Regions from separate parts of the Sus scrofa genome. Here region 1 is linked to region 2. The links are chromatin contacts, called in public Hi-C maps. All regions are on one chromosome and are shown on one strand. Each heading gives the region's core, a stretch centred on a gene start, on an enhancer-like site or on the middle of the called end of the contact. The rest is flanking DNA. Distances are from core to core; before and after follow the strand shown.

Region 1 (3,241 bases), core at 116-2,615, 280 kb after region 2:
TGGCTGGATATGGTTCTATTTGCAATTATTTGTCCTTGCCAGCCATAGCCTCAGCTAATGGGCTGTGACTTCCTGTGATTAGGGCTGGTTCTAAGCAGAATTCAGAGTCGGCTTATTTCCTGAACCTGAGAGGGCAACTTTACCTTGAGGGTTAAGAGACCTGCCAGTTGTTGCATTTGGTTGGTGTTACCATGTTCGCCCATCAAGGTGCTTCCACTTTTCTATGGCTCAGAGCTTTATCTGACTTAACTCCACCCGCCTCCTCCATCATTGTTTTCCTGATTTTCCTGTAAGCAAAGTCCCAGGGAATGGGGTGCAGCCAGAGCAGGGGCAGCCCCCTACCCGCCGTGGGTACCTGCCTTCCTCTTCTGTCTGCCTGGGGCCTGGGGCCTGAGGCCACACTGCACCTCTGCCTCCTCCATCTGAGCGGAGCCAGATCCCCAAGTGGGCTCACTGCCCAGGGGACCTGGAAGGAAGGACAGTGCCAGGAACACGGGAGGCAGTGTGACAGCTAACATTACTCTCGAAAAGTACATTTCTCTTATTTTGTCAAGTTCTCTTTTCCTATATGTTGCTCCCCCCAGCCTCCCCCCCCGGGGGGGGGCCGACAAAACACCACCCCTCCTGCTGCTTCTATCCTCCTGTGAGGCCAGCTTTCAAATGCAGTAGCGGCCACAAAGATGAGGGGAGGACTTCTACACGAGCTTGGCAATTGTAGCCCATGAAATTTTGTTGCCGCTGCCCCTGTAACCAGCAGGCAAACTGGAGTTAGAGGTCCACCTGCAAGGGTCTAGGACCGCATAAGAGGCAGGTACCCAGGAGGGAGACATCCTCTCACGTGGCCAGGGGACCAGGGCTTGGAGGGAGCGGTCGGCTCTGAAGGAGCGTCCATGTAAATGGAACAATCTCTGCATCTTTTTCAACAACAGGAAACCCGAAAGCACCTGTCCCCAGCCGGGCAAAACAGCAAGGGGGCTGCAGGGGGCTCAGGGGGTGCGCATCTGTGGCCCCAAGCACGGGAACATGGAACTCGCGGACCAGGCTGCCCAACCCCGTCTTGTCGGCCCGTCCGTCCCGTCCCATTCCTACCCCTCCATTTCCTCTGGCTCTTTCCCTCTCAGCCTTCCTACGTGCTGTACCTCTCGCCAGGCCACCTGCAGGTCCTGTCATTTCTAGGTGCCACTCTTCCTCGGGGCAGGTTTGAGCACGCCCCATGGACCGCCTTCACATGGCTTCTACCTCCCTGTGGTTTAAAGACCTGCTTCTGGATCTGGCTCCTGCAGGCCTGGGGTTGGCAGGGAGGGGAGCAATCCTGATTCATCCCAGGAGGCTCTTGAATGTTTGTGGAATGAATAAGTGAACGAATGAGCAAGTGTGGTCAACAGGAAATAACTAGCCCAGTACCTGCCTTGGGGAGCTTGCCAGCCTCCTGGGGTGTGGATGAGGGAAGGAAGTGGTCAGAGAAGATACACTGTAATAACCTTGGAACTCCTGGCCTGCTCTTTGTAGCCTTCTTCTGGAGTTGGTTACCTTTACAGGAACTCTCCCTGCCTTCACCCCACCCAGCTGCAATAATGCTTTGATTCTTTGCCTTCCCTCACCCTTTGGGAATTAGTCTGCCACCTGTCAGTAAATGGAACAGTTCTTGTTTCAGTGTTTCATTTTGTTTAGGTTTTGCCCCTTCAACTAAATTGTAAACACCATAAAATACTGGGTTTTATTTCCTAGAATTTAAAGGAATGGGGAAAACATTGCTCCAAAGTGTTGTCTGTTTCCGCCCCCCCCCCCGCCCCCCAACTTGCTGTGAGATCTTAGGGGCAGGATAGTTGCAGGCTTTCTTCCTCTGTAAAGTTCAAGGGCTGGGTGCCTTCTCTGGTGCTTCTAATGCCCACAACCTGTGATTCTGTGCTTATCCCTCCAGGTACCAGGGTCAGGGTTCCGTCCCCACACCTGCTGGGTCATTGAACTTAGGCTAGTTTGCCGCTCAACTGTTGGAGCTTCTGGGTTCAGGGATGACATTAGTGGAGTAGGCATGGGGCAGCCCTTGGCCTTGCCCCTGCCAGAAGTTCCAGGTACCAAGGACCCCACCTTGATCTTGCCCCATCTCTGTTCTAGTTCTATACCCGTATGTGTGCTGCTTCGCCCCTTAAATGTGTGTTGGACAGATTGGAGGTGGAGGCTGATGGTGGCCTCATTGAAGGGTCTGGGAGGAAGGATGGTGCCAGGGACATGTGTTCCCACCCAAGCCAGCTGCTTTGCTGACTCTTCCTGAGCAGAGTCTGGCTCCTCTCTCTTGTTTTCTGATTGCATTTTCCTTCCATTGTACTCACTGAAGTGCATTGGTTTAAAAAAAAAAAAAAAAAAGTTAAAATTTTCATTGGGATCAAAGCAGAGACAGAAATGGTAAGGACTGTTGTTTGGGGGAGGTTGTATTTTTTCTGTTTTGTTTTGTGTTTGTTTTTGGCATCAGAGATGTGTGGGTTTCTTGAAGGCCAGGAATGGTTTTTCTGTTTAGGGAGCTTGTTCACATTCGTGTTCCCAGCCTGGTGTCTCTTGCAGCTCTGTTTCTCTCTGTCCAGTCAGGCATATGTTCTTTTTGTTTCTTCTCTTCATCATCCGTGGGTCAGCCAGACCCCAAAGATCGTAAAACTGATGGTGAGTAAAGGGCATTAGCAAGAGGAATGCAGCAGAAAGGTGGTGGGTCTCTATAGATCCCTCTTCGGAAAACAGTGGGATTTTAAGGACTGTGGCTTTGGGTTACGAGCTCCTCTTACAGGAGATGGGAGGCGAAGGGGACTGTTATGATGCCTCCTACATAAGGTGCCCTCAGACCCTCCCCGAATCCTTGGTGGAAACTGATTGGATGATAGTCGGGGGTGACCAGGGTACCAGGAAGTAAGAATTGATGCAAAAGAGAGTCATTCCAGCAAATTGTATTGTGGGCAAAAGCTTGGTTCCAAATCAGTATTGTTAAAAATAAACTGAGGCATATTACCAATTGAACAAGTTTATTTGAGCACAAAAAAAATCAGTGCAAACTCAGCAGCGTCAAACCAGAAGTGGTTAGGGGCCCTCTGCCAGCAGGAGCGGGGAATAACGTAGAGGAAGTAAGGAAGCAAAGCAAGGAAATTATTTGATCAGCTAGAGCTTACAGCCTCCTTGGCTGTTAATGATTGGTTGTCCTTGGAGTTTGGTTTTGTAACCTTGAGGCATTTGCAGGCTTGAGATTTTGGTTTGCTTC
Region 2 (3,288 bases), core at 40-2,539:
GTTGCAAGAGAGAAAACCAATAGAATCCAGTTTAAGCCACAAGGAGGAATTTATCGATTTATACAAATGGAAAGTCCAAGAAGAGTAACTGGCTTCACATGTGACTGAATCCAGAAATTGAGATGGTGCCATCAGCCCTGCCCTTCATTCTCTATTTTTTCAACTCTTGTTTACCTCTGCCTCTCTTTATTCAAGCCTTCATGGTCTTAAGTTCAAGATCCTAGAGTAAGAGAGACAACACTTCCCACATGTTAATCTTAGGGAAGATTCTGATTGGTCCAGTTTAGGACACTTGCCCATCACTGGACAAATAATTGTGGCTAGGAGAATGGAGTGCCCTGATGGGCAAGCCAGGGTTTTGTGCCCATCTCTCTGGCAGGGGTGGGAGATTGTGGCATTATGATAGACAACTGTACCAGGATCCTACGGAGTCAGGTGAGGATATTTCTATGGTTCCAGACAAAGAGCAAAGGGGTGCTAAACAGGCCAAACCAAAATTACAAAAGTTTTACAAGAAGTATTAGGTTTGCTCAGTGTTTAGACATGTTTATATCTCTCTCCATAAATACAACTTGTACATGTACTCACATTTAATTTGATTTCGCTATAAAGCTGAAGCTCCATTGAACAGAAGCAGTGCCATAGTCAGCCTGGCAAAACTACTGTATTAACACAAAAATTTATATCAGGCTAGAGAGATAAAAGTAAGAAGATAATTTTTTTCTTTGCTTCAGCTAGCACAAAGACATTGTATTTGTTAATAGTTTTTCTTGGGCTCTTTCATTATTTCATTTAGAAAAGATTTTCAAACAGTTTTTAAAATTATAAAAGTAGCATATAAGGATATAAACATGAAACTCCCTCTATCTTTCCATCTACTTCCAGAAATAGAATAGTTTCTTTTATATCATTCCAGAAACTCCCGATGTACTTGCAAGAATATATGTTTTTAAAAATATTTTATGTAAACACATAGGATGATTCTGTATGTCTGCACTGCAACTTGCATTCTCCCCCTAGTGCCTTATCTTGCACATTTTCCTTTGCTGGTATAGACAAAGCTTCATTTTCTCTAACAATTTGGCACAACTTTCTGTATTATGACTGTGTAATTCATCCCCTCATCAGAGGATTTTAAGGTGCTTTGCAAAGCAATACTTTCAGTCTCTCCTGCCTGCAGGAAACCTACTGTGGCTGAAGGACCTGTGGCTCATTGGTCTTGCCTATTGATGGCAGATGCAGCAGAAGCAGTGACGCCATCAGGGATTTCCTGGAGGGGCTGAGTTAGAGCCAGAATTTGGTCCTGTTCCACAGCCCTCCCTGTGGTTAACCAGAAAGGCCCATTGTTGAGTGGATTGGCACTTATCTGAGAAAACTGCAAGGATGTAATGACTTCCTCTCTAGCTTATAGCCACACACGAGGGGACTAATACTAATTTCACAGGATTACCAGGTAGCTTGTCTTCTCCACCTTCCTGAGTGGGCTACTGGTGTCCTTTTTTTTTTTTTTTTTTTTTGCAAACATCAGCACACATTCCTGGTTTATGGTCAATCAGAGGTAATTACTTTATATCTGGTTTGGAAATGCTCATATCAGATTTAATTCCCCATAGTGTCTGTCTCTTCTTGCCACTGAGTAACCAAGACTGTCCTAAAAGGTAGGCTGGGTTAGAAGGACGGTGACCGGGATAGGTTGAGAGGGCAGCTCTAAGGCAAATGAACAAAGGAGCCATCTTCAGTTTTCTGACTAGGAAGAGGTGTTTGATCTTCCTCATCTCTAGCCTCTGCCTCCCAATATTCCTCCCTTGTGTGCTTTCCTGCTTATTCACTGAAGGAATGTCAAAGGACTGGCTTCCTTTCATTCAAAGAATGTCCCAGCTCCTTCAGTCTCCTGTCCAGATGAATAGCTACAGAGTTGCAGTGACCTCGGATCTACAGTTAAGACTACAAGATGTCTCATTCTTTTATTTTTCCCTCAGACTTCTCTCTCTGCCTTCGATTGCCCTTCCATATGTCTTCGCCTATTGAAATTCTTATCCTTTTTGATCCAGCTCTGATGCCACCATGAAAGCGTCTCTGGTCATTTCAGTAGGAAGGGGTCTCTCATTTCTGCAGCAAGTGCCAACAGCCCATTGTTTGCCTTGCTGGACCCCTGAGGTCCAGGGTTGGAGGCCTTGTCTTGGAGATGCTGGGCTAGGTAAACTTCATCTTTTTCATATCAGACTGTCTCACATCCCCCCCTCAAGACTCAGAAGGCATTGTATTCTTAGCAGCTAGCATGATATCTGGCCCATAGTAGGAACTCAGTACATCTGTTGAAAATGTGAATTTCATTGAGAACTATGTCTAGATGCTTATATTGCAACAGAACAAAGGGTGGGAAAAAATGTATACATGTTAAGTGTAACTCGGTCCCCATGCTATACAGTGGAAAAAAAATTAATTAATTAAAAAAAAGAAAATGTGAATTTAATTCAACTGCTGTGAAAACTTGGTCTTAGTTTTACAATTAAAAAAACTAGGATCTTTTTTTTGGAGGGGGAACTCACTGTATTTGTTCCCTTTGTTGATGTTGGAATTCTGGTGATGCTTTTACATTTTCAGAATATTTATATTTTTAAGTGGAAACTCCCCCTCTTCCTCCCTTTAGTTTCCTAGCAGACCTTAAAACTACCAGATCTTAGGGGGGGTAGCAGTATGAGGACAGGTTGTATGTAAGTGTAAATTGTTTGGGAGATTTAAAGTCAGAGTAAAAAGAGAAAGAAAGAAATGTAAAAAGACCCCAGGAAATAGCATCTTGCCATGTGAGGGGTTGGGCACACTTTCCATCCTGCCACAATGTATTTTTGGACCCTGGAAACCCTCCTGAGAGTCTCTCCAACATAAGAAGGAACCTACAATTACAAGTACAATGGCACCATTTTACCTCCCTAGGGTGGCTGGAGCACAAAGAGCGCAGAGGCTCACGTGGGCGTTGGTTTGGGGCACAGGAATGTGCTCTGAAAAGAGGTTCTGTTTGTTTTATTTCTTGACACAGATGTAAATGGCAACCCTTGCGGGCTTTGCTAAGCAGACTTTTACCCCTTAGGTTTTTTTTTTTTTTTCCTGGGACATCACCTCTTTCTCCTTCCTGGATGATGGCAGTTCTGCCTAAAATATGCTGTAAAATCTGTCTTTGGCTTTTTGTTGGCTTCTGAAGACAGTTCAGTCTCCTAGAGGGCATTTTCAAGGCTCCATAAGGCCACTCTGGTTCTGGTATATAGTTCTGGTATGTAGATATACACACAC

The links. A called contact is a pair of places that touch in the nucleus more often than the background predicts.
Region 1: a Hi-C map of mesenchymal stem cells shows a contact between it and region 2, with 5 times the contacts expected there. The contact joins two enhancer-like sites. A contact is called at or near these places in 3 of 5 promoter capture datasets (fetal liver, fetal skeletal muscle and liver), 31 of 47 Hi-C or Micro-C datasets (adipocytes, adipose tissue, alveolar macrophages and 17 more) and 1 of 2 datasets of contacts at active chromatin or transcription factors (skeletal muscle).

Annotation. Positions count from the first base shown.
Region 1 is chr15:78,539,031-78,542,271 of Sscrofa11.1, forward strand. All of the region lies in intron 1 of ITGA6 (integrin alpha-6), which reads left to right. Among named protein-coding and RNA genes, the nearest start is that of ITGA6, 37 kb to the left of the region's middle. Within about 2 kb of position 1,366, at least 23 of the 83 cell types and tissues checked have an H3K27ac peak or open chromatin away from gene starts, as enhancers often do. A contact at or near this core is called in adipose tissue, where this site is marked.
Region 2 is chr15:78,254,267-78,257,554 of Sscrofa11.1, forward strand. No RefSeq gene overlaps it. Among named protein-coding and RNA genes, the nearest start is that of DLX2, 52 kb to the left of the region's middle. Within about 2 kb of position 1,290, at least 2 of the 83 cell types and tissues checked have an H3K27ac peak or open chromatin away from gene starts, as enhancers often do. A contact at or near this core is called in adipose tissue, where this site is marked.